Linked DNA regions of Mus musculus: regions 2, 3, 4 and 5 are each linked to region 1. The links are chromatin contacts, called in public HiChIP or PLAC-seq and promoter capture Hi-C maps. All regions are on one chromosome and are shown on one strand. The core of a region is the stretch at or near the end of the contact, and the rest is flanking DNA. Distances in the headings are between cores, read along the strand shown.

The links. Promoter capture Hi-C pulls out the DNA fragments that hold promoters and counts their contacts. HiChIP or PLAC-seq counts read pairs in DNA pulled down with a chosen protein or histone mark. Capture Hi-C pulls out chosen DNA fragments and counts their contacts.
Region 2: a promoter capture Hi-C map of pre-B cells shows a contact between it and region 1, with 5 times the contacts expected there. The contact joins the promoter of 4930581F22Rik here to the promoter of Stt3a in region 1. A contact is called at or near these places in 4 of 39 promoter capture datasets (cranial neural crest, embryonic stem cells, liver and 1 more), 1 of 484 Hi-C or Micro-C datasets (CD4 T cells), 2 of 115 datasets of contacts at active chromatin or transcription factors (large pre-B cells and thymic regulatory T cells) and 2 of 9 other capture datasets (adipose tissue and liver).
Region 3: a contact with region 1 is called in an H3K4me3 HiChIP or PLAC-seq map of the 230-238 cell line, with 7 times the contacts expected there. The contact joins the promoter of Tirap here to the promoter of Stt3a in region 1. A contact is called at or near these places in 3 of 39 promoter capture datasets (the C10 cell line, the HPC-7 cell line and embryonic stem cells), 1 of 484 Hi-C or Micro-C datasets (regulatory T cells), 10 of 115 datasets of contacts at active chromatin or transcription factors (the 230-238 cell line, acute myeloid leukemia, astrocytes and 5 more) and 2 of 9 other capture datasets (adipose tissue and liver).
Region 4: a promoter capture Hi-C map of liver shows a contact between it and region 1, with 6 times the contacts expected there. The contact joins the promoter of 4933422A05Rik here to the promoter of Stt3a in region 1. A contact is called at or near these places in 5 of 39 promoter capture datasets (the 3T3-L1 cell line, cranial neural crest, embryonic stem cells and 2 more), 3 of 484 Hi-C or Micro-C datasets (B cells, bone marrow-derived macrophages and cardiomyocytes), 8 of 115 datasets of contacts at active chromatin or transcription factors (acute myeloid leukemia, astrocytes, embryonic forebrain and 5 more) and 2 of 9 other capture datasets (liver and macrophages).
Region 5: an H3K27ac HiChIP or PLAC-seq map of thymic regulatory T cells shows a contact between it and region 1, with 15 times the contacts expected there. The contact joins the promoter of Pus3 here to the promoter of Stt3a in region 1. A contact is called at or near these places in 17 of 39 promoter capture datasets (the 3T3-L1 cell line, the C10 cell line, HPC-7-derived erythroid cells and 11 more), 7 of 484 Hi-C or Micro-C datasets (Th1 cells, cortical neurons, embryonic stem cells and 4 more), 26 of 115 datasets of contacts at active chromatin or transcription factors (the 230-238 cell line, CD8 T cells, the NIH/3T3 cell line and 15 more) and 3 of 9 other capture datasets (adipose tissue, liver and pancreatic islet).

What each region holds. Positions count from the first base shown.
Region 1 is chr9:36,765,033-36,769,889 of GRCm38.p6, forward strand. Stt3a (STT3, subunit of the oligosaccharyltransferase complex, homolog A (S. cerevisiae)) reads right to left here and starts at 2,590. Exons shown (of 18, transcript NM_008408.5): 1 at 2,518-2,590; 2 at 22-148. The coding sequence starts at 109. Gm26787 (predicted gene, 26787) reads left to right here and starts at 2,855. Exons shown (of 4, transcript NR_166654.1): 1 at 2,855-3,008.
Region 2 is chr9:35,114,244-35,119,100 of GRCm38.p6, forward strand. 4930581F22Rik (RIKEN cDNA 4930581F22 gene) reads left to right here and starts at 2,485. Exons shown (of 6, transcript NR_029475.1): 1 at 2,485-2,597; 2 at 3,126-4,103. It overlaps St3gal4 (ST3 beta-galactoside alpha-2,3-sialyltransferase 4), which reads right to left and starts at 2,621. Exons shown (of 11, transcript NM_009178.4): 1 at 2,455-2,621. It overlaps LOC115487216 (a long non-coding RNA gene), which reads right to left. Exons shown (of 3, transcript XR_003948311.1): 2 at 4,760-4,847; 3 at 2,957-3,045.
Region 3 is chr9:35,197,693-35,202,549 of GRCm38.p6, forward strand. Tirap (toll-interleukin 1 receptor (TIR) domain-containing adaptor protein) reads right to left here and starts at 2,273. Exons shown (of 7, transcript NM_054096.2): 1 at 2,165-2,273; 2 at 1,519-1,627.
Region 4 is chr9:35,278,412-35,283,268 of GRCm38.p6, forward strand. It overlaps 4933422A05Rik (RIKEN cDNA 4933422A05 gene), which reads left to right and starts at 2,694. Exons shown (of 5, transcript NR_040715.1): 1 at 2,694-2,795; 2 at 4,126-4,186. It also overlaps the pseudogene Gm5614.
Region 5 is chr9:35,556,007-35,560,863 of GRCm38.p6, forward strand. It overlaps Pus3 (pseudouridine synthase 3), which reads left to right and starts at 2,554. Exons shown (of 5, transcript NM_023292.5): 1 at 2,554-2,727; 2 at 3,297-3,511. It overlaps Ddx25 (DEAD box helicase 25), which reads right to left and starts at 2,464. Exons shown (of 12, transcript NM_013932.4): 1 at 2,332-2,464; 2 at 1,679-1,745; 3 at 1,376-1,423; 4 at 760-895. The coding sequence starts at 2,394. Hyls1 (HYLS1, centriolar and ciliogenesis associated) reads right to left here. Exons shown (of 4, transcript NM_029762.1): 4 at 4,815-4,857.

The DNA of each region.
Region 1 (4,857 bases), core at 1,340-3,839:
GAGAAGCGTACGCAGACTCACATAACACAGCAGCCATCGACAGGATGAGAAGCTTTAGAAGTGTGTCCTGCTTCTCATAGGACAATCGCAAAAATCCAAGCTTAGTCATCTTGACATCAATGGGTGGCAACTGATGATATTCAAATACCTAAAATGGAAAAAGTCAAGACTGTAAGATACTGAATATACTAAATTTACTTAAATTAGCTTTAATCTTTTATGATGGTTAAGAACCATAGAATATACGTGAGCTACAAAAAACACCACAGAGGTAACCCAACCTGGGACTACAGACTGATGTACAGGGAAGAAGCAAACATTATTAGATTTATATGTCAAAATGAAAAAGGGAGAGCCATGCTTAGTGGCACACGCCTTTAATCCCAATACTTAGAAGGTAGAGGCAGGCCAATCTGATCTACAAAGCACATTCTAGGCCAATCAGAGTTACCAGTAACCTAGTTATATTGCCTTTCTGCCAAAAATAAAAGAACAAAAAAGAGTACTCAAAACACACACTCCACACGTCTATAATCCCAGGTATTTAAGAGACTGGGACAGAAGAATCAAAGGCTCCAGTTTAGAGAGAGCCTGTCCCAAGATAAAATTATTTAAAAGGGCTGCCCATGTAATTCAACAACGGAGTATTTGCCTAGAAGGCAAAAAAGCCCTGGTTTCCATCTTTCAGTACTACAAAAAGAAATATATATTCCACCCACAATTCTGTTTCCTAGTTGCACAGCAACCAAGTACAACTAGCAAAAGTAAGACACAAGGATCAGAAAGAAACAGAAGTGGAGGAGAAAGGAAAGTAGAAAAGGACGTGAAAATAGAAAGAGGGAAAACCAAACAAAGGTACTTGTTAAAAGGGAAAAAGAAAATAATCACGGAAACATAAGTGGGCATGAGAGGAGAGCGTACAAGCCAGGTACACTAGCCCATGTCTAGATTCCCAACACTTGGTGATACTGAGGAAGAGGATCACTGTACTGTTGAGTTCAGCATGGACCCAGTTAAGTTCTGAGTCAGTTTGGGTTAATGTGAGACCCTGCCACAGAGAAAGTTAAGTGGGGCTGAAGGTGGGGAAAGAGGGGGAGGTAATTTGGGCAGGAAGGTAAGTGGGAAGGGAGGGAAAGTGGAAATGAACATTACTTACTGAAGTGAAAGGAGAAATCTAGAAATCATGACTGACTAGACATAATTTCCAGCTATAAATCTAAGCCTCAATTGATTGGCTACAAGCTTTTTTCTGTTCCAAATCCCAGTGTGCATGCTCTCTGGCCAACTAAAGAGCAGGTGGTCACTAATGCAAGTTCAATCCATGCACTCAAGAGAGAAATATACTCAGGCCACCCACTACATATTCATTTTCAAAGTTCAAACTGTAACTACTGCTCAGGTCTATTTCCCTGTAACTCATTTCATGACCCAGAGAGAACTTGGAGCACCAGATGAAAATCTAGAGCAAAATTACAATAATAATAATAATAATTTTGTTTCTTCTAGACCAGAATAAATTTTGGAATGGTGGTAAGGGAAGCAATCTGCAGACAGTTCAGAATGGTGATCAATTATAGACAATTGGTATGTTAAGGACTAAGAAACAAAGAGTGTGGCAACTGAGAAAACGTAGCACTGTTCAAAACTATGCTGGGAAAGGGGAAACTGCATTATCTTGTTCCCTTCTTTCCAGGGACCAGGGGGTTGCAAAAGGAAAACACTGGACAAAATGGAAAACACGAAGACTCACACTGCGAAGTCTAACATCTTTCCTTTAATTAACTATACCAAAAGAGCAGTTTGGGCTGGTGTGATTAATTATAATTCCAAAGGGAAGGCTTATCACGCACTAATTCTGGGAAGTGAACAACTCAGTCCCATCTCTTGGGTTTGTAGTTGTTCTCAGGAGATAAGTGACATGGAAACTAAACACCACTGAGCTAATATGATCCACACACCTGAAGAGTAAGCAAAGGCAGCGAGAGTGCTAAAACCTGGACTTTAAAGCTAAACACTGCGAGTTTTCATACCGTTCTTGGCAATCTCCACACACCGATAGGGTACAGAAAGGGAAAGGACGCTTTTCTTATCTGCTCATCATCTCTCTGCTTCTCAGCTGTGTCTGCAAGCCTTGACCCACCCGAGCTCTAAATTCTAGGGCTGCAGCCTCGGTGGTTTTCCCACATACGTTTCCACGTCATCTTGTGCACCCTCACTGACTTCGAACCCACTATCTCAGCACACTCCGCGTGGCCCTTCCAAGCTAGTCCCAGGATCCTGTGCCCCACGCCCTCATGGCCAGAGTGCATTGCTCTGCCAAGACCCTTCCTCAGATCGTCTGGTGCCCCAATGCCTGGACGTCCCCATCTCACACTCCACGCCCCCTCCTCCGCCCAGGCCGCAGGCAGGCTCTGCTCCCCACCTCTACAGGCTTGTGTCCAGCACCTCGTTCGGGCCGGCCAACAGCCCGCGCGGCACCTGCCGCTAATCCTCTAGCGCTACCCCAGAGTTTCTCACCTCACGGATGCTCCTCAGGAACCCACTCTGCTCCCCCTGCCATCCGTTCAGCGGCGCACTCAACCCTGACAGCAGCCAAGGCCCGCCTCCCTGCCCGCTCCGCATTGGCTAGCCTCCGTCGATGTATATTTCAGGGGACCGACAGGATAACGGTTCTGTCTGTCATTTCGAGGGCGTGGATCGAGTCTGGATTCCTCCTTTTGAATGGACAATGTGACTGTCATTCACCCTGTTGAGAGGCGTGACTATGAAGTCCCACCGAACTGTGATAGGCCGGCGCGGGAAAGCGAAACGCGCGGAAAGAGCGTGCTCTGAACAGTTTGGTTGAGAGCCGAGCAGTGACGTGTCGGTCTGCGGACCAGGAAGGAGCGGCGATAGGAAGGAGTGGACGCTGTACCCTGGTCACATGAGCAGAAGCGGAAATACGTAAAGAAAGCGGCAGTCGTACCACGTCCGGAAAAGTTGGGCTGCAGATCCGTTTGTTTTTTAAGGTAGAAATGGCCCGTTACCTATTAAACGGTTAAAGGAGAGAAGATATGTTGTGAAAACTCTCAGCCTCCATGGTTCACACGAACCCACCTTGTGTAAGATGTGTCAACTAATAAGCCCAAGAATTGTTTCTGTGTTTGCAGTAACCTCGATAAAGGGACCTTTGACAAATTTCACCGAAACGTTTCACTCAGGTCTGACTTTATGGAAGGGCCCGGGAGGCCTTTTTAGGGTGTCACCGCCCGAGTCGGGCTGAGCCGGCAATAGCCTGCAGAAATTATCTCAAGGCTCGGAGCGGCTAGCCCTGGGCAATCAGGAGCAGCTTAGCATCGCCGGGCCCCTGCGAGGGTGACCTTTCCTCCCGGGCCCTCCGAGGATGGTACTGAGAACGGGCACAGGAAGGGGTTTCAGCTGCCAAACTCCAGTCTTTTCCGATATATACATATAAACAGATGTACTAATTCGAACACTTCCATGCCTTACAAGCCTCAAACCAAAGGCTACGGTAAGATTAGACCATCCAGATACCATTCATATTTGGTGCCAGTGACGCTGGCTTCTCTTTTCCTCTCCCATGAAGGGAAGCACCAACTATTGAAATCAGTACTTATTACAATAATGCATTTCCTCAAAATGCTCATGACCAGTTTTTACACCAGGACCTAACTCAATACCTCTTCTCTTTTGTTTTTATAGTAAATGTTCCATGTAGTTTTATTTTAGCAAGAATAACGGCAAAGCACACACTTGTGATGCCAGTGCTCCCAGAGTCTGAGGCAGGAGGAGCTAATTCCAGGCATCTTAATCTGAAGGAGATAAGCATGAGGACTTTACATACATTCAAACTCCTGTGGCTTCAAAACCTAGCTTAATTTCTTACATAGATAAATTATTTCTCACAGTTCTAGAGTCTGGGAAACAAAAGATTACAGTGCCCGAAACTGACGAAGACTTTTACCACGGCATTATATGGTGGGAGGTCACCTCAGACGTTTTATTTTAAAAAAAAAAAAAAAAATGCTAAGGTCAGGACTAGGGACAATGCTAGGGCTTGGTGGGTAAAGACAGTTGCCCCCTTACAATCTACAATCTTGCATTTGATTACCCAGGATCCACCTAAAGGTTGTAGAAGAGAACTGACCCCACAAAGTTGTCCACACCTCCACTGTGGCATGTATGTGCACACTTGTACACATACACACAGTAATAATAAAAGTTTTAAGGGGGCTGGTGAGATGGCTCAGAAGTTAAGAGTACCGTCTGCTCTTCCAAAGGTCCTGAGTTCAGATCCCAGCAACCACATGGTGGCTCACAACCATCTGTAACAAAAATCTGATGCCCTCTTCTGGAGTGTCTGAAGACAGCTACAGTGTACACACATATAATAAATAAATAAATAAATCCTAAAAGAAATTTTTAAAAAAAGTTTTAAGGGATGCTAGCCTAATAAATAAATAAATAAATAAATAAATCCTAAAAGAAATTAAAAAAAAGTTTTAAGGGATGCTAGCCTAGGCCTGGTGGAGGGCTTTCGTGTAGCTAGTTCAAGGACATCCTGGGTGTTTAATGAGACCCTATCTCAAAGAGTAAACAGAGGCCTGGTGATGTAATTCAGTAACTGCATGCTTCCCTGCATGCATGAGGTCCTAGATTAAGTTTCACATAGCAAAAGAGGTAAAAGAGCTAAAAGAAATTTAAATATATGTGTGTGTATATATATATATATATACGTATATATGTATATACACACATGAACATATATATTGATAAATACACACACACACACACACACACACACATATATATATATATATATATATATATATATATATATATATATATAAAACTATT
Region 2 (4,857 bases), core at 1,235-3,734, 1.7 Mb before region 1:
GTCGCGGTGTCCTCCCTCCAACGTGGTGTAAACCTTGAACCAGGACAACAAGGGTTCTTACTTCCTTGGGCAGCCTTGGGGCAGGTACTCTGAGGAGAGAACAGAGGCCTGGTGTAGCCTGCAGAGCCAGGGCAGATGCCAGTCCAGTGGAGTAACTGCAGACTGGCCAGGCCTCAAGATGGAGCTAAGAAGTGGGACTGACCTCTGTTCCTCCAGACCCAGGGAAAAAAGGAGGTCCTTCCCAGGATTTCTGATGATTCCAGAAAGGGACTGATTCTTAGTTTTACCCAGAAAACAAAATCCTATGACACTAAAACAACTGACAGGGTAGAGGGGCCAGGGTGCTTTTGTGGGTGAGTCACTGGTTCAGGGCAGGGAGCAAGAGAGGGAACAGAAGAGAGCCTAGAAGGCACTGGGGGCTTCCTCACCCTGAGCCTCCTAGTGGAATGGGGGCTTCCTCTCTCTGAGCAGCAACCCACTCTTAAGCTAAATAGTCCCTTCTGTTTAAAGCCTAAGCAGGCAACTCTAAAAGAAAAAGTGTATCAGTGTCTTGCCTGTGTGTATTGTACTTATGTGCACCACGTGCATGCCTGAGCCTGTGGCAACCAGAAGAGGGGGTCAGATCCCCTGGAACTGGAATTAGTCACTATATGGGTACTTGGGAATTGAGCCTGAGTCCCCTGTAAAACCACTCAGTGCTCTTAACCATCTTAGATAGCAAGGTAGTGCTCTATCTTGGAGAGATATAATCCCAGAATAACCTTGGAGAATAACTCCAGAAGGGGCTTATTAAGACAGGGTCTCATGTAGCTCAGGTTGGCCTCAAACTCCACATAGAACAGAAGATGACCTGGATGATCTACAGTCAAAATGCTGGCATAACATTTCCAGAGTGCTGGGATTATAAATAGGTACCACCACAATATGTTTAGGCAATGTTAAGAGATCAAGTTTAAAGAGTTTATGACAGGTAAACACTTTACCAACTGCATTCCTTGTGTCGTTGTCCGTCCTCCCCCCCCCCCGCCGCCCCCCCCCCCAGTACTGGGATTGTAGGCAGCTCCGTCTGTCACTGAACCACACCCCCAGTCCCTAATTTACTTTTATGACTTCTGCCTGCATACCTCTCTTTATCTCCATCATCACCTTGAAATCTTTGGGGACTGGCCCAACTCCTGGCTTGCTGTAGTGGGGCTGGGGGATCGGATGTGTTGAGGAGGGTGAAATGAGTGGGAGGTGAGGCCCAGGGTTCAGTAAGCAGCCAAAGATGCCTTCCCCTATGCAACAGGACAGGCCATAGGGGATGCTCAGAGTAGGGCAGAGGCAGAATAAGTTTGAGGAAGCCGAGCGGTGTCAGTTTTCTCAAAGGATGTTTGCAGACCAACTCCCAACAGAACAAAACATGTCCAGTTATTTCTGAGGCCCTAAGTGACTGGCACCTCCTAGGTAGCACTCTAGGGGTGCCTGGGAAAGTAAGGTTATGGATGGTGTTTCACTAGCAAACTCACAACATTCCCTCTGTACCCCTGATACTTACACATATCAATTCGTTTACAACCCCCTGGGTAGAGAGGCCTGGAGGGGCCAAGTGGGATCTGTAGCACTGACCCTGCCCTGTGGTATTGGTGTGTGCCCCTTGTGAGAGACAACTATCACTGTGGTACTATTCAAACCCAGACTAGCCTTTTAAGCCTGACCGGGGGGAGGGGGGGGGGAGGATCTAGCCTAGAGGACAGAGAACAGAGTAGATCAGACTCATAAACCAGAAAGTCTACCCCTCGGTCTGGGAGGAATGGCAGTGGTACAAGACACGTTGGCATCTCGGGGCTGCCCATAGGTCTCAGCCAGCAAGGGTCTCAGAGAGGCACCTAGAACAGACATAGACAAGGGTTCTGCCCCAGCTCTAGGTTAACTTCTCAGTCTTATCCTAGGCCTTCTCACTGCCCATTACCCAGGCAACTTTGAAGCACAGTTGGCCCAAAGACCCCCCCTAATCCCTGGACACAGCCACCCTGCAATTTGGCAAGCCCACCTTTGGGCTTTGCCTCAGCGACCTTGCAACTCCAGCACACAGGCAGACCCTGCAAAACTTGTCACCTCTAGCAAAGCCAGCCCACACGTCCTGACTTCGGAGGATGCTAGAGGTGATAGTCACCCATTCAGCTAGGACGCAAGAGCGACAGGGTTGGGGGTTAGAAACTTTCCGGAGGATTGTCCTGCTCACTCACTCCTAGAGAGCGAGACAAGTCAGGCTTCCCGCGAAAATCTAGTCCAAGCAAGGGACCCAGCTCCCCAGGGCTGTGGCCACCCTACACCAACCCCGTGCAGCGTGGCGTCCACGTGCGGGGCCCCCCGACCACCTCTCCGAGCCGTGGCGGGAGGCTGCAGCCTCGCAGCCCCGTCACTCCCCGCCCTCCGCCGCGGGGCCCCAGAGCCCGGCTGCCGCGTACTCACCCTCGCGGGTGGAGCGGGGCGGGGCGAGGTAAATCCGCGCGCAGCTCCGATCCGTTAGGCGCCCCGACTGGCGGGGCAGCACTGGCGCAGTGGCTCCGCTCGGCCCGGTCCCTGTCCCGGGAGCGGGGCCGGCCTGGGAGCGGGCAAGTCCGCCTGAAGGGGAGGCGGGGGCCAGGGCTTGGGCGGGGGGCGGGGGGCGGGGAAGGGGCCGGACACGCTTGCGCACACGGTCGGGAAGCCGACAGCCGCGAACGCCGCGCTGGAGGGAGGGCGCACCGAGAGAGGGAGGGCGCGGAGAAAGGAGGGAGCTAAGAAGGGAGGGAGGGCATCGAGGAGGGAGGGCGCGCCGAAGGAGGGAGGACGCAGAGAAAGGAGGGAGTAAGGAGGGAGGGAGGGCGCAGAGGAAGGAGGGCGAGGGTGTGAGGCCGCGGGGAGACTGGGGTTGGCCTGGAGGCCTCCCTGGCCTGGAGAGAGACGGCCGGGGTGCGGGAGGCTGGATCGGGTGAGGGCAAACCCAGGGCAAGCGCTGCCTGTGAATGGCTCCAAGATGAGTATGCCCAACGTTGCCTCTAGCACTGATCCCACGCTCTCCTGGAAACAATAACCAAGAAAGGCTTCTTTGCTGTCCCCGCGCGGTTAAAAAAAAAAAAAGTATCCTTTTCTCTCTACAGAAACTCAAGAACAGGAATAGAAGTCCATCCTTCCAATATCCTCCCATGCCCTCATGGCAGTCAGGTGACCTAAATTGACGAGCCTTTTCTCTGCCCCAGGCCGGCCTATGCGCCCCAAACTGCTCCCTTAGCTCTTCCTCCTTTGCATACCCTCTCTTAGCCTTGGATAACTTCTCAGTTTCCGTTCTTGCTGAAGGCGCCAGGCATCCTGTCTCCAGAGGAAACCCCTTCAAGCCTTTAACCCTGATGCCGTGGGCTCTAGAATTGCCTGGACTGCAAACAGTGCAGAAACCACCCTGCAGGACTGTCCATTTCAGGAGTCAGCACAGTGTTACCCAGTTCCTAGCTTGAGCACCCTGGGGCTACAAGGAAAGTATTAGATCCAGTCCCCCTTCCCCCGGAAGCTTGCTATCTAGTTGCAGAGAAGGGGTGGCGGGTGTTGTGCTGGACTCCCATCAAGAAACAGGCGGCACAGGATGTGACTAAGTGTAAGTAAGATGTGAATAACTGACAGTAAGTGCCCAGGGTTTTAACGGAGTTTAAAGTCATCGTCAGGGGAAGCTGGAGGTCTCATGTGTTGGGACTCTCCAATTCACAACAAAACGAAGAGGTGGCCTCCAGCTTCTTCCATTCCGGCTGTTTCCATCTGAATTATACCTTGCATAGGTGGAAGCTCTTTGGCAGCTCACCAAAACCTAGTTTTATTTGAATGGTACCTTTGGCCTGACAGTCACCTAGTCACTCAACAAATATTTATTACATTTCATGTCCTGGTCTGGAGCTAAGCTGGGAATAGACAATACAATGACTATGTCTCTGTGTTTGGCAAGGGAAAAAGAAGAAGGCAAAAGAAAAACTGCTCGGGGAGAAAGAACAACTGAAATATGTCTGGCAAGTTGATTCAAGAAACAGTTGCCCGGCCTCCAAACCTGGATAAGTCTTCACCAAACTAGGTACAAAGACAAGTTCTTGCTAAAGGTAAAAATCCTTCTACCATAAAATTGAGCTTAAGAATCAGCTTTTTTTTTCTTCTTTCTTTTGAGCCTAGAGACTTGAGTCCTAATCCTGCTTCTGCCACTAAATAGCTTTCCTTTTCTTAATGGGGGGGAAAAAAAAGATCAGTGGAAATAACTGAGCTTATTCAAAGAGCATTATTAGTATTGAATGAGACAATGGAGGGGAACTTGTCCTGAAATCACCATATGATATATATGTGCTCAATAAACATGCAGACAAATGCCTTTTAAACATATAACATGCATGCACTCAGAAGCACAGCGTCAAGCCTATCCTAGCCCCCATCATCCACTTTATCTTACTATGTGTTTATGACTTGTCTCTTGCACTTTCTTCTTCCTCCACCAGCACCCCTTAGGGGAAAAAAAAAATCCCACTAAGTAACCCAGGCTGACCTAGAACTTGTGATCCTCCTGCCTCACCCTTCTGAGAACCAAGATTACACAGTTTCTTAACAGTACAGACAGAAGCTGAACCAGCAACTTAGAATCCCCTGTATCTCTGAGGAAGAGAAGGAAGCGATTCTAACATAAGGACTTCTTTCATCCTAGACTTCTGGGTTCTAGGTTCTTGCCAATCCCACTGCACCCCTTGACAGGACACTACAAGTTGCTTACCATGAGTCAGGGATGTAACAAGCTGGGCTTTGGCCTTAAGGGACTATTCCTTTCCGAGGTTAGCTGTGATGAGGTGAGCCAAGACAACCTTCAGAATA
Region 3 (4,857 bases), core at 1,023-3,522, 1.6 Mb before region 1:
CCCCAGGCTTGTTACAGCTCCTTAGATAGCTGAGGATGACATTGAACGTCTTCTGAGCTTTCTGCCTCCACCTGAGGTGCTGGGATTATTGGCAAGGGCTACCAAGCCCAGTTTTAGGCCATGCTGGCCATCCAACCCAAGGCTCTGTGCAGGTAAGCGTTCTATCTACTGAGCTAGCTATACCACCAGCCCGGAAAGGTGCTCTTTGCAGTCCATAGTATTAGGTCAACTTAAGTAGTGTTGTGGGGAAAATTAATCTCAATCTTGCATCTCAAACCATGAAAATTACATTTTAAATGGATAGGAGAGTTATCTGTCACCAGCAATAAAGATCTTATAGGAAAATATATGACCTAGTTTCTGACTTTGGAGTAGACAAAGCAAAATACAAATTGCTTTCTGAGACATGGTCTCATTCTGTAGAGGCTGGCCTAGAACTCAGTATGTAGGCCAGGGTGGTCTCAAACTCACAACAATCGCCCTGAGTGCTGAGACACAGGTTCAAGAACCATTATGTCTTGGGGGCGGGGGTGGGAAGGGGAGAAATCAAATGTGATACAGTCTGTAGGAGGGGAAATGATAAATTGGAAAATATTAACGTGAAGACTTTTGCTCCAAAGATACCATTAGGAGAGTAAGGAGACTCTACTGGGACAGGGAAAACATTTAAAAACGTGTATCTAACAACCGTCCAAATCCCAAATATTTCAAGAACTCTATAAACTGCTAAGAGACACACAGTTGGGGAGTAGACCTGAATAGTCATTTCACAGAGAGGATATTCAAATGACCAACAGACCAAAAGATGCTCGGTTTACCGGGCCTCAGAAAAATGCAAATTGAAACCTCCGGGCTTCAAAGCTGTGTAGTCAGCAGAACGGCTACAGAGAGAAGGCCGCTGGCTGGAGCGTGATGGGGACATGGAAGAATGGGAGCACACAGAATGTGCTGCTGGGAGTGACTGCCGTAACTTCTGTGCTTGCTTGCTTTGTTTTGAGATAGGGTTTGATAGCCCAGGCTGGCCCTGAACTTACCTCTTCTCACCTCCACCAGCGTGCTGGGATCACAGGTGTCTGCTGTGATAGCCAGCAAGCACAGTTTTTATTTTTAGCTTAGAAAATGTTCGTTTCTGTGCATGGATGTTTTGCCTGTGTGTGTGTGTGTGTGTCTATATATCACTTTCATGCCATGTGCCTGTAGAGGCCAGAGAGGGCATTGGGTCATCCGGAACCAGAGTTTGTGACAGAGATGTTTGTGAGCCACTATGTGGGTGAGGAGATTCAACTAGGGTCCTCTGAAACAGCAGCCAGTGCTCTTAACCACCGAGCCTCTGCTCTGGCCCCAAACACAACTGTTTTAGAAAGCTACTGCACACTATCAAACTGAGCAAAGGTACAAAAGTCACACAAACTCAAAACAGGCCAAAGCTGAAAACAACCATGTTCAGTAAATCGGATGACCAGTCCACAGTCCACCTTTTCGACATGATGTTATACATCAAGCAGCATATGTACGTACATAGACTTACTGTTCTGGATGCAGGTTACACAAGAAAGCCTGTGAAAAGTGGCTTGGTAGGACTCGGGATCTGTGTTTCGGTATGCTGGTTGATATTGTTTCTTAAAGTCTGAAAACAAAGCAAGGCTTCCTCTGAGTCATTCCTGGGTAGGTCTGTCCGATGGAGAACTCCCTACTTCCTTCTCTAGTTGCGCTTCTCGGGTTTCTGGTTTACCTGCCAGCCAGTGTCTGACCTAAGGACCGAACTGTTCCTACTCCCCTAGTCCCTCTGGTACTTGGCACTGTAGTAATCCCTGGTGGATGCCCGTTAAATGACCGTGATAGCAACGCCCAGTGGGTTCTTAACTTTAAATAAAGTGACACTAATGCAGAACTTTGCCACAAAGTCAAGCCCAGAGGGGCCAGGTTATGACAGGGCAGAGACTTCAGGGAGCTAGGGAGAGCCACTTGATGTGGCCGGACTGCTTGAAGCCCAGCCGGACTAACAGCTCCATGCTGGCATCGGTGCCACAGAAAGGTGGCGGCTTTCGGGGGAGTGCTGGACCCCAGATTGGAAGGGGCGGATCAGGGGAGCGTTGTCCCGGGGAAAGGGCTGACTCGGCAGGGCCCGTCCGCCCACCGCCCCGCGTCCCCGCCGCCCGCTCACCTACGCGGCTCCACGCTGCGGGTTGCAGACTCGTCCGGGAAGTGCCCGCGCCCCGGCTCCCGGAAGCTCCTCGGCCACGGCCCTCCCGCCCGCACTAGCCACTCTCCTGCCCACACCCGCCGGCCGGACCCTAGGGGGCGCTCGCCAGTCCGCGTCGCTCAAGATTCCCAGCTGCCTGGTTACGACCCGAGGCTGAACCCAGACACCCGAGCTCCCTGAGGCTGCCGTGAAGCCCTGAGCCGCGGTTTGTCTTGTGTGAGGGCAAAGGGACGAGGAGAAAACTCCAGAAAGGGAGGTGCAGACCTTACCTTCTTTCGCACGGTTGGGGAAAATGAGACTTTCATCCCCTTAAGTAAGGTAGGTTAAGTGGACAAAGAAGCCGGCTAGCCCCTGGGAGGTCCGTTCTTTTACTGGGATATGGGTCCCATTAAGGTTGCTGCCCACAGGCTGGAATCAGTCTGGCCAAAAGTGCTGGCCTTCAGGGCAGGGATTTCCTAATGGCATTTCAACTGCATTTCCAAGGGTACCAAAATAACTGCAAAAAAAGGGTGGCTGGGCAAAGTGTTGGTAAGCCCTGATGAAATATTTAAGTCCTCTGCCTCCACTTCTTAGAGTTCCTGCTGTGAGCTTTGTGAAACGCCAAGGGAATATTGTTATTAAAACACCAACCTAAAACCAACTCACATGAAATACTGCAGGTGGCAGGAGTAGAATGGGCTGGTGTAAGGCCTTATTAGCCCACTCTTGATTTCTTTTTCTCTCCAGCCAAGCCAACCTGTAACTTGTTCAGAGGGAGGCAGTTGATGCCGTGGCGCTGTTCATGAATGATCTTTCTAGGTTTACTCATCAAAATTACATTCTCTGGATGCTGGTGTTGTGAGAGATGAATATTCATAAGAATTCCTGGAAAGCAATTGTGTCTGCAAAGGCTGACTTACTGATTAGAACTGCAGTGAGTTGGAGAGATAGGAATATTGCCTGTCCGGAGGCTCAGCTAGCTCTAAACCCCACGGATCGGCCAGCCATACCTTGAGCAGATCCCTAGCTGCCCAACCCGAAAGCTATCATCAGATAACACCTGAGTCCTACAGCAAAGGTCTCCCCAGCCCCAGTCTTGCTGTACTGCCTCTGCGATGTGCCCGACAATGTATTTTAAACTTGGCTTGATTTATGACTTTGTTCTGTAACAATTTAAAACGTTGTGAAGCTCCTTCCACACTGAAACATGCAGTTTAGGATAACCTAAATCTATATTCCTGGGACGTGGTCACTCAGGTATGGCTCAAGAATAAACCATTTCTTTTTTTTTTTTTTTTTTTTTTTAGCATATCTAAACCCTTTTTTTTTTAAAAGATTTTATTTATTTATTTATTTATTTATTTATTTATGTAAGCACACTGTCGCTGTCTTCAGACACTCCAGAAGAGGGAGTCAGATTTCGTTACGGATGGTTGTGAGCCACCATGTGGTTGCTGGGATTTGAACTCTGGACCTTCAGAAGAGCAGTCGGGTGCTCTTACCCACTGAGCCATCTCACCAGCCCCGAATAAACCATTTCTTATCCTGTTAGGGATAAAAGCTTTTGGGAAAGAGCTGTCTCACACCCACCCTCCACCCCAACCCCCAGCAGCTGGACACCCAGCAGTTGCTCACACTTGGTGGATGGCTCCTTGGCGAGGACATCTCTGCTTCTCCCTTTGGCCTCTGCCCAGCTGTGCTTGTGAAAACTGCCTCTCTTCCAGCCAGGTTCATTTTTGCATCCTGTAAGGAAAGATTTCCTCCCCAATAGCCTAGGCTAGCTTCAAACTTGTAATTAAAATGAATGAATTTTTTTTTCATCTTCCTGCCTCTAAGTTCTGGGATTAAAGGCTTGGGCCACTCTACCTGGCCAAGAAACTGAGGCTGGAGTACCTGCCCACCCAGAGGACCTGAGTTGATGCCCAGCACCCATATCCAGTGGCTCACAGTTGTATGTAACTCCAGCTTGAGGGAAGGACTCCCTTGTCATCTGCCCCCACCCCCAGCATACACGCACAAATGAAATAAAGATTTTACACATTATTATTGCATGTGTGTAGGTCAGAGGGCAGCTTTTGGGAGTTGGTTCTCTTCTACCTTGTTGAGGTAGGATATCTCTTGTCTCCACCATCCTATGTACTCCAGGCTGGCTGGCTCTTGAGGTTCCAGGCAATTCCCCTGTCTCTACTTTCCTGACATATTGAACCCTGGGATTGCACACATATGCAACCATACCATGCATTTTAACTTGGGTTCTGGGGATTGAAACTAAGCTGTCAGGCCTAAATGGCATCTTGAGCCATCTGCCCTACCTCTCATTGCAGTATAAACCCCCTGGGGCCAGGAAGGATCTTTAGGGTCCAGCAGGAATGCTTCGATGGGCAGAGTACAGGAGAAAGTGTGGGGTTGCTAGATTTGGGGACAAAGATGAGGGCTTGGCCCAGCCCCTCATATAGTTGAAAGGGCAAAGCAGATGCAATCACATGTCCATAAAGGCTTTCTCATGAGACAAGATTAAAGCCCTGTGGAAGTAGGGGTTTCCTTAAGCACTGATTACAACATCTATTTCTTTGAACCCTTAGACTGATGCTGTGCTGAAATCACTATGGGGCACTGTGAATGTTGGTGGGTTACATGGACTGATCAATGGAAGAGAGCCACTACAGGATGAATTC
Region 4 (4,857 bases), core at 1,444-3,943, 1.5 Mb before region 1:
AAAGATAGTCTTTTACTCAGAGTATGTCTTAGTTTGCTTTTTTTGTTTTTATGATAAGCACCATGACCAAAAACAACAACTTGGAGATAAAGGGTTTATTTCGTTTCATAGCTTACAGTGTATCATTGAGGAAAACTAAGGCAGGAACCTGGAGGCAGAAACTGAAGCAGAGAAATCATTCTTACAGGGTTCCTCCCCATGGCTTTGCTCAGTGTGCTCGCTTGTGCAATCCAGGGCCACTTGCCCGGGGGTGACACAGCTTGCCTGCAGAGGACATTTAATCGAGAAAATGCTCCTCAGACTTGGCTTTAATGGGTTGTAAAAATCACTAAATGTGGCCAGGTAGCTGAGCAATATATTGTTAGTCAGGCACTAGTTTTGATATAGGTGTCACCTTGATGTGGGTTATAGCAATGGTTGCCTAAGTTATCTTTTAGAGAAGTGAAGGCTTTCCTGCTGACAGCAATGACCATTTAGACACATGTCAGTGGATGGCTTGGATGATTAAAGGCTTGGCATCTCTTTCTTTATAGTGAATCTGCTTGCTTTTGGGGCCAGATGTCTGCTCAGCTCAGCTCAGCATGCAGACATGCCCATCACTTAAGAAAATGTTTGTCCAGGACTGGGAGTCTGAAACTTTTCTCTTTCTATCTTGAATGGCTGGCAGGAAAGTTTTGGCTTCTAAGGCCAATGGATTGCTTCTATCCAAAATAAGAGTCGCTATGATGTTTTTAGTATTTATGGAGGCAGTACATATTTATGGCTACCTGCATAGCAACTGTCAGGATAGTCCCATTGGAGATCCCTGAAGTGGCAGCTAGAAGTTTCTCAACATAAGCTCCAGTTCTTGCCCCTTGCTTAGGGATGAAAGGGCTCAAACCATAATAAGCTAAGATGATCTTTATTGGAGACAGCCTGGCATCATCTCCTTTGGCTGGCAATCTGAATAAATCTTTCTTGCCCCTGTCTTCAGCTCATTAGACACGTTTCCTATCGGCAAAGAGGAAAAGGTTTAGCAACACTTGATCATCTAAAATCATGGTGTCTGAGTTTGGCAGCAGGCTACACACGTTGTTTGTTTGCCATTATCTGTGCTTCTCAAGATACAGGGACAAGCTTTGCACAGTGTCAGTATGGTAGCCAATGAGGGTTATCCGAGGCTCGATTGATTCAAATTGAAAGACACAGGGACAAGAATTTGACACCTAGAAAATACCACTAATTGGCTTTGATTCAGAAACCCAAATGGCCAATGGGGTGGGCCATGACCTGGTAGGTGCTTGGAGAACTCTCAGGCACTGCTACCTCCCAGGAGCCAGGCAGCAGCCCAAAGGCCAGCCTGGATGTAGGGCATACCAAGGCTGTGCCTATCTTCTAGAGAGAACTGGACTTCCCTGTTGGAGCTTCTCTTCACAGCAGTGTTTGAGGCAGGGAAAACAACGAAGTCCCTTTTCTGTGTTCTCTTATACCTTAGAAAGGGTTTAAATATTTATCAGATCCTTGCTGGGTTGGCCTGCTTAAGCAGTGGGTCTTGCTGTATAAGGTGACATCTGTAATTGTCACAGATACAGTAAGAGGATCTGTTAGCATGGTTTGAGAAACTGGAGGAACCTGTGCCATGCCTAACATGAACTTCACCGGGTTAGAATGTTGATCAACAGCAGTTACATCATGTAACTAGTGTGTGAAGATGGTGTCCCCCTCTTTTCTTCCCCCTTAAAGTCATACATGCACATAATTTAAAAATGAGAACTTGTGATGGGAAATGCCAAAAAGCTGCCCAAGTACAGCTTTGTTGTTAGCCTTCTATGAGATATGTATCTGTGCCTCTGAGAAGTACTGCAGAGTCTGGAGGGGCAGGTGGCTCACCCGAAGCCCACTCTGAGAGCAGTAACTTGCCTCTTGGGTATGTGGGATTTTTTTCAGCCTGGGAATGTTCTACCTAAGCCCACAAATCCATTTTCAGCCTTCAAACTACATGTGTCTTTACATCTGATAACTGGGTCTCCTGCTCAGGGCTTCAAGAGCTCCTTCTATGCCTTCTCATTTGATTGACATCCAGGCTTTTAGAAGGGTTCTGGGCAGACACCCTGCTGAGCTCCACTTTCACCTGCAGATCCAGGTGAGCTTGGCACCCTCCTCCTGTGTGCTGATGACAGTTGGTCTTTTTCCTTGGTTTCTCTGAGCTCTAGATCCCCATGTGTCTCTGCCATGGGCATGATGCTCTTGAAGCTCCGCTATAGCTCTCTCACATCATGTGTTATGTATGCCAGGAAACATTTGTGAACCCCCGAAAGATCACCAAGGAGCTGAATCCAATGCAGTTGCATTAGCGTCTCCTTATTCAAGCTGGAGCTTGGGCTCCCAGGCATCCCTTGCACAGTAGGAAGGTGGAGCCCTGAGCCTAGTTTTAGGCAAGCATGATAGAAGCAAGAAGGGACTATCTGACTGGGGAGCCATTATAACCTTTAACATAATTGGCTGGTACTGGGAACCAAATCATAAACTTAACTTCTGTTTTCTTCCTGTTTGGTGGTTGCTAAGAAGTGAGGTGTTTGTTAGGGGCAGGCTTTTAATCTGGAGAAACAGATTTGTTGGGGAATAACTTGGAAACTGGTACTAGGCACAGGTCTTGTGGAAGGGGGTGGGGGTGGGGTTGGAATCTGGTAACCTGGAAACTGGTGCTAGGTGCCAGTTGGTTAATAACTCACGTTCAACCTTAGGTTAGGTTTTCTAAGATGGAGTCTGAACCCAAACGATTTGGTCTCTCACATGCAGACTGGAATTGAACCTAGGTCATGTAGAAGGACAGCTAATGCTCTTAACCCTTGGGTATCTTTCCAGCACCCTATTTTTTTTTTTTTTTTTGAGGAACATCCATGTTGATTTGATTTCCACTCTGAATGCACTAATATATATTCTCACCAGCAATGATTATAGATGGTAGTGAGCCACCCTATGGTTTCTGGGAATTGAACTCAGGACCTCTGGAACAACAATCAGTACTCTTAATCACCGAGCCATCTCTTCAGCCCTGCTTTCCCCCTTTTCATCTTTTTTTTTTTTTTTTTTTTGTAGGAACCATCTTTTATTGGGGGAGGGCTCATCAATTCTTCTTGGCCGCCAACTTCCTCATGGCTGCCAGCACGTTGCTCAGCTCCTCCCGCTTTCTCTTGGCGCGGATGTGCGTGCCCACTCTCTTCTTGATGAACTTGAGTGCGCGCTTGTCCTTGGACACTTTGAGCAACTCCATGGCTCGCCGCTTGTAGGGCGCGAAGCCGCACACCTCCCGGATCATGTCCTGCACGAACTTGGTGTGTATGGTGGGGCGCCCACGTCGCCGGCTGTGTCTCGGCTTACTGACATTTTTTGTCACCTTGTGGCCCTTGTTGAGGCCCACGGCCATGGGGTAGCACAGAGCCATGGCTGCTGCTCTCCGATGGCGGCCGGGACAGGAAGCTTCATCCTTTCTTTTATTTTACAATATTTTAAATTTATTCATTTCATACATGAATGTAAGATATTTTGATCATGTTCTCCCAGCATCCCCTTCTTTTATTTACTTCTCACTCCCAACAGTTCTGTCTTTCCACTCTCATATCCTTTTTTCTTACTCTTCTCTCATATATAACATCTCAGCCATAGTTTCCCCTTCCTCTTCTCCTCCCAGTCCCTCCATCCCACCTCCCTTCTCCTTCAGATCCACCACTCCTAGAAAGCATCAGATTGTCTTCCAAGCAGCAAGGATGAGGGTCTCAAAGCCCACCCCTACACTTCCTCCAACAAGGCCATGCCTAATAGTGGCTGCCACTCCCTGGGCCAAGCATCTTCAAACCACCACACCTTGTAATATGAAGGTGTTCCTGTGTGGATGAGTTTATTTTGTCAACTCTTCTTTTTCTCAGCAACTACTAACTAACACAAACCATAGATACTTGTCCTTAAAGCTTTGAGACTGTCTACCATCAGCACTTGTAAGTCTCCCAGACCTTTTGAGCTCATTTCCATGTATGGGGTAAAGAGGGAGTCTAGCCAGGCAGCTGATCGTCCTAAAGCCACTTGTGGGGAGAATCTTATTACCTCGTGGTGTTGTTGTGACAAAATTTTCTTTCGTTTTGTTTGAAGGTTACAGTGGATTGAATTATAAACAACGTCATGGGGCAAGATTTCATTTTATGATGACAGTGTAAGTGAAGTGAATTGTCTGATACTGCCACCAGATGGCAGTAGTGCCCCATATTTTGCCTATTTCTTATTTCCACTTCCCCAAAAGTGGGAATAGGTTTTAACCAAATACCAAATATCCTCCACAAATCATTCTTTGTCTTTCTTGCCCTCTTGATGAACTTGACTTTGGCCACTCCAGTGCTGTGACTCTTGTTCCTCTGTTATTGTTTTCTTGGCTAGCTTGAGCCTGACTTTTCTGTTCCACGGTGAAGGGGTGAAATTCGTAGGGAGAGGCCATGCTTTGGGTTGCTGGGGAGGATGTGAAATAGAATTCGATTCAGACTCAGCGATAAGAGGTTCATGATATGAAAAATGGAGAGTTTGATCCAGCTGGTCTCAACTAACAAGAGGCCTGGCAGGAATGTGTGCTCACCGCAGGGCTACAACAGCTTAAGCCAGAGATCCCGGTCTGGTCTCTAGCTCTTGGCTAGTTAACTAGGGCTCAGGGTCTAACAACTTGCCTTGTCCCTCAGTCACATGTACTAGTTGGTAGGTAAGTATGATCTTGACTCATTAATATTATACAGACAAATTATTAGTTTGTCATCTAGTAAATAGCCAAGAGAAAATAAAGGTGATGAGTTTGGAAGGTCCTGATCTAAGGATGGGTTTTGGGTGAGGAAGTGAATA
Region 5 (4,857 bases), core at 1,304-3,803, 1.2 Mb before region 1:
TCCAATCCTCCATAATCAATGAAGACATCTTCCAGATTTATAAGCCATTTCTCTACTACAAAGCAAAAGTGTGTGCTAAGTAAGTATAAGTAACACTGAGTTACAGCCAAGCCCTGGGATGAGTGCCGCAGCGGCTGTCCACACTCACTCACAGGCTCATCATTCAAGCCAGTGGGCCTGAGGTATGGGCAAAAGGCTTGTCTAAAGTTGCCGTTTGGATAGTTGGCCAAGCTGCTACCTAGCCAGGTCCATTCTGCCTTCATACACGGCAGGCAACATAAGCCTGGTTTGGCCTCACATATCTGTGGCCTTTTGTTGTTGTTGTTAGAATATATTTTCTTCATGGCAATTTTAACCCTAGGGGATGAAAACTCATTTGAGAAAGTTACTCATTTTAATACCATTTGAAATAAAGTATGGTTAGAAAAGCAAAAGCTTATAACTTTTTAAGAAGTGCTAAGGGGATCATGCTCAGGCCATCAACGCCTGTGTCTGGATTCTGTCCTCGATTGGGTATCCCCAACTTCTGCAAGATTAAAATATTTTCTATCAAAAAGTGCTCAGGATACCTAGCCAACTTAGGTATCCGAGTATTCCCTGAGATATGTTTTAATTGCAATGTAAAACTATAGGATCTACTTTAATACGGCGTGCTAGGAAACGAAGGGGGGATGCTGATGGGTTTGGGTAACTAGCATGGTAGGCTGTTAATGTTTACTTGCATAAGCATCCACATACACTAAGAGCTAAGATACTCACAGCCGTAGCTCTTCAAAGGTTTTCACCGAGTAGAGTGGAGAGCTGGGATCCTTCTGTAAGACTTCCACTCGGTGGCTGGATTCTATTAAGGACTGACGGATTAGCTTGTTTAAGAGTGAATTGGCTGCCAAATCCACTAAAAAAAAAAAAAGGCAAAATCACAAGAGGACATCAAACCTCCCGGATGACAGCTAATTAACTGTTATCTCCTACTGAGCAACAGTACATATCAACCAACAGCAGCTTGTTCTCATCTTCCTGACAAAAGGAAGTCCGAGAAGGAATGCCACAGCACCGAGGATTCCCTCCTTTTACCAAGACCCAGTTTCTTATGCTCTGTTGTGCAAACCCTTGACCACGTGCAGACCGACATCTAATTGCAATATCTTCCTAGCCAAACCGAAAATTCTTAATCTACACCTTGCAGTTTTCATTTCAACGTAGTCTAAAGGAATGCACCCCCCTCCTAATTCAGTACTCCCCCCCCATAGTATTCATTCAAAAAGAAAACAAAGATAGTGCTTTCCCAAGGAAATTAATCCTTTTAGCACAGTCAAAGCGATGGTAAACCAAGCAGCAGAGCTAATAGGTACATTCAGTCGAGCTTGTCTCCTACCTACATCGTCTTCATCATCATCATCATCTTCCGTGTTAAGAGAGCCGTCTATGAGGGTAAAAGGGAAAATAAGAAGCATAAAGAAAAATGTTGAGTGGAAACATACAATGCATTCTCAGAACGTCTCACAGACGCTACAGTGTATGCAAACAGAGCCATCTCCTGCAAGAGTAAAGCGATGTGCCTGAGGAGGTGGAGGATTTTCAGTGGAGAGGAAGGAAGCCAAAGCTATTTCATGGCAGATACATGGGGAAAGCAAAGGTGTTAATTAAGCCAGTCTTGCTTTAGCCTAACAACACTCACCTATGTTTGGGACTGTGGTACTCCTAATACCACGAAGGTTCTTCCTGGGATGGACGAGATTTGAAAACTATTGAAAGGCACAAAATTCAACCAAGGTTAGGAAGCAGGACATCAAGCAAGAAGCATGGCGCTATCCTACAGCAAGGGGAGGGAAGACCACCTCAAACTGCTTCCTTTGCAATGTTAAGGGTTAATGATTTCATTATAAGAATCTGTGTAATTGTATGAATTCTCATATAATAGAATGGGGGCTTCCATAGTCTCTCTTTATAAGGGCTCTTAGTTTGAATATGGGCAGCATCTGGGTGATGGGTGGTTTACAACTACAAGGGGAAGGTGGCTATGAAGATGAGAAGCCTGCTAAATGGTCAAAACCAGGATAGGAGAAAACTCAGTACAGATAGGACTAGCAGCTGCGCACTCTCTCTGTATTTCCTGAGGGGGTCTCTGCCCTTTCAAATCAAAGGTCGGTCCTTTCTGGGAGTCTCCTTTTCTGTGGCCTTTCCAGCCCAGCCCCCCATCACTTGACACCCCCCATCACTTGACACCCCGCTCTAAACGCCGGCCGGGCGCTCCCCTTCCCAGGGGACTTCCCTCGGGAGTCCCTGTTCTAGCCCCCGCCCCTGGGCCCTCCCCTGCTCAGCGGCAGTTACGTGGCTGTTCAGCCGCTCGCTCTCCGCCGCCCCGGCGTCGCCTCCCCAAAGTAACGACGCCATAGCTGCGGTCTCCGCTCTCGCCCCTGGCACGTGCTGCCACCCCCGCGCGGGGCAGCGCCGGCTCGGCTCAGTGGCCAATGGTCAGGCTCCGGGACCGGCGTCCGCCTCGCGACCACCCGTGGCGCGGCGCAGTGCGCAGGCGCGGGCCCGGCGCGGGGCGGGCGGAGGGAGAGAGGTGCGGGGCGCAGCTGTGCGGGACACCCGCGAGCTTTCCGTTTGACCAGCCGGCCATCCGCACAGCAGAGAGAAAGTGGGCACGGAGGCGGTACACACACCGCGCTGCAGGCTCTCGTGCGGGTATCTCTCCCGACAGCCCCGCTTGGGCATCACCAGGTGTGAGGTTGCACAGTGGAGGGAGAGATGGGCTTGACCAGAGGTTCAGAAGGAAAACAGAACTCAAGTGCGGACATGTGTCCAGGATACCTGTGATGTGCCCACATACACGCATATTTTAATTTTTATTCTAAGGAGGGGTCTCCTTTTAAAGCAATCTGGACCACCACTATCTATATCTATGACATGTATTGCACAGCTCTGGGGTAGCTCTTTGGTCCAACCTTATGCTAAGTTTGGACCAAAGAACCAGGATTTTCAGTTTTCTGACTGGAATTTTAAGACTTGGGGCAACATTTCTATAATTGTCAAAAGCAGAAACTCAAAACTGGAGCCATGATCTCTCCGTGGTGCTGAAGCAGAATTCCTTGGCCCTGTTCTGTCGCAATCTTTCAGTGTTTTCAGGTCAAAGCATTTCCCTTTAACCCTTACATTTACATTCTAGTAGTAAATGTTTCGACTCTCAAGGTTAAATTTCTGTTAATTAAACGATGTTGGGACAGGATCTTCAATCTCTTAGTTTTCATATAGGATAGCCAGCATTTGAAAATCTTTTTTTCTCATTTTAGACCAGACTATATTTCTCGTATTGGCTTGCGGTAAAGAGGAAGCTGCATCAGAAACCTGCGCATGCGGTGGGCTTCGGCTAAAAGCCCACACCGTGCCTTCCGAACTACATTTCCCAGAACCGTCGGCGCACGCTTGGTGAAGCCGCGCATGCTTACTGAAGACGGAAAGCCATAGCTTCCGGCTAGCCGCATGGCCGCCTACTGAGGACCGGAAGGTGAGTTAAACTCTGAGTTGGGCATCTTTGAGTTCTAGAGAGGAATGAACAGATGGAGGCTGAACTGCTACCTTCTGCCCTGGTATTTAAGTGTTTAAGAAGGCCTTGGTGTATGAAATGGGACTTAGGACAACGCATATCGTGTCGTGCCTGGAACTTCTAGCAGCTAGGAAATCCCATCGGCGGGGCTTAGAGTCTGTAACTAGTTTAGAGGGCCTCTACTACATCAAAATTGCTCAAATATGAACAGTGGAAGCCCATTAATTATGCTATGGAAGGAAGGGGTGGCGGGAAACTTTGGGTTTTGTTTTACACAATTCTTTTCAGAGTTGATTAATGGTCGTAGCGCGTCTCAAACCCTTTATTACAAAGGAAATGTGTACCCTCGCCATATACATTTAAACATTTAAAGAAGTTTCGTACATTTAGGGCGTGCTATTTTAGGGTGAAAGCTTGGTGCGCCCAGGAATTCCCTTTGTGGGTATTTGGTTACCCCCACACTGTATCTGCCAACCTTCTGAATTTCACTTATAAACCTAGTGTGCTGGAGCAAACAGTACTGGGCCAAGAGTCTTGGGAGTCATGACTTTAAAAATAATCTGCCTGGTGACTGGATTTACCTAGCCCAATTCATGCTTATAGGGATACTTAGTCAACTGGAACACTTGAAAAACCTTTTGATTTTTGTTATTTGAACTTTGAAGTCCCCACTCAAATGTTTTGAAAAGCTGATAGACTTTTAATCCTGCACCTAAGACTTGAGTTTTAACTATTCCCCGTGCTCTACATGTACGACAAATCTGGCTGTTTGATTTACAACATATTTGTACCACTTACTATGTATTCCCAGGCATTTGTGGCATAGTTCTGGCTCTGATACACCACTGAGTTTGCAGTTTTTACTTTCGTGGAGTGAGTGTACTAAGTCGAGTCCCGATTATTTTTCTTCTTGATGTGTCTAGCAATGGGTGGAACTGGGTAAATGTATTCTATCGATAGCATTAAATGGTAAGAAAATGTTTTAGCAGCTAGTAATTGCCAGTGCTGATCATGGTTCAGTGTTTTTCCTTCTTGAACAAGCACTCTGCTTTCAGGCCTAAGTTTAGTGCTTGAAATAGAAAACGGATTTTTAGCTACTCCTTACTGGACTCTCAAGATCTATGCCCAGTCTAGTTCATTTTTGTATCTGTCTTCATGTCAGGCTGTGTACAAACAAAACCTTTTTTGGATCAGAGGGAGAATCACAGCCTAGATCTAAGGTCTTCTTATATTGGGAAGTATTTAAAACAAGGTTCAAACTCCTCATTTTCCAAAATTCTTTAATAGATTAGCTTAATCCTAAAAAA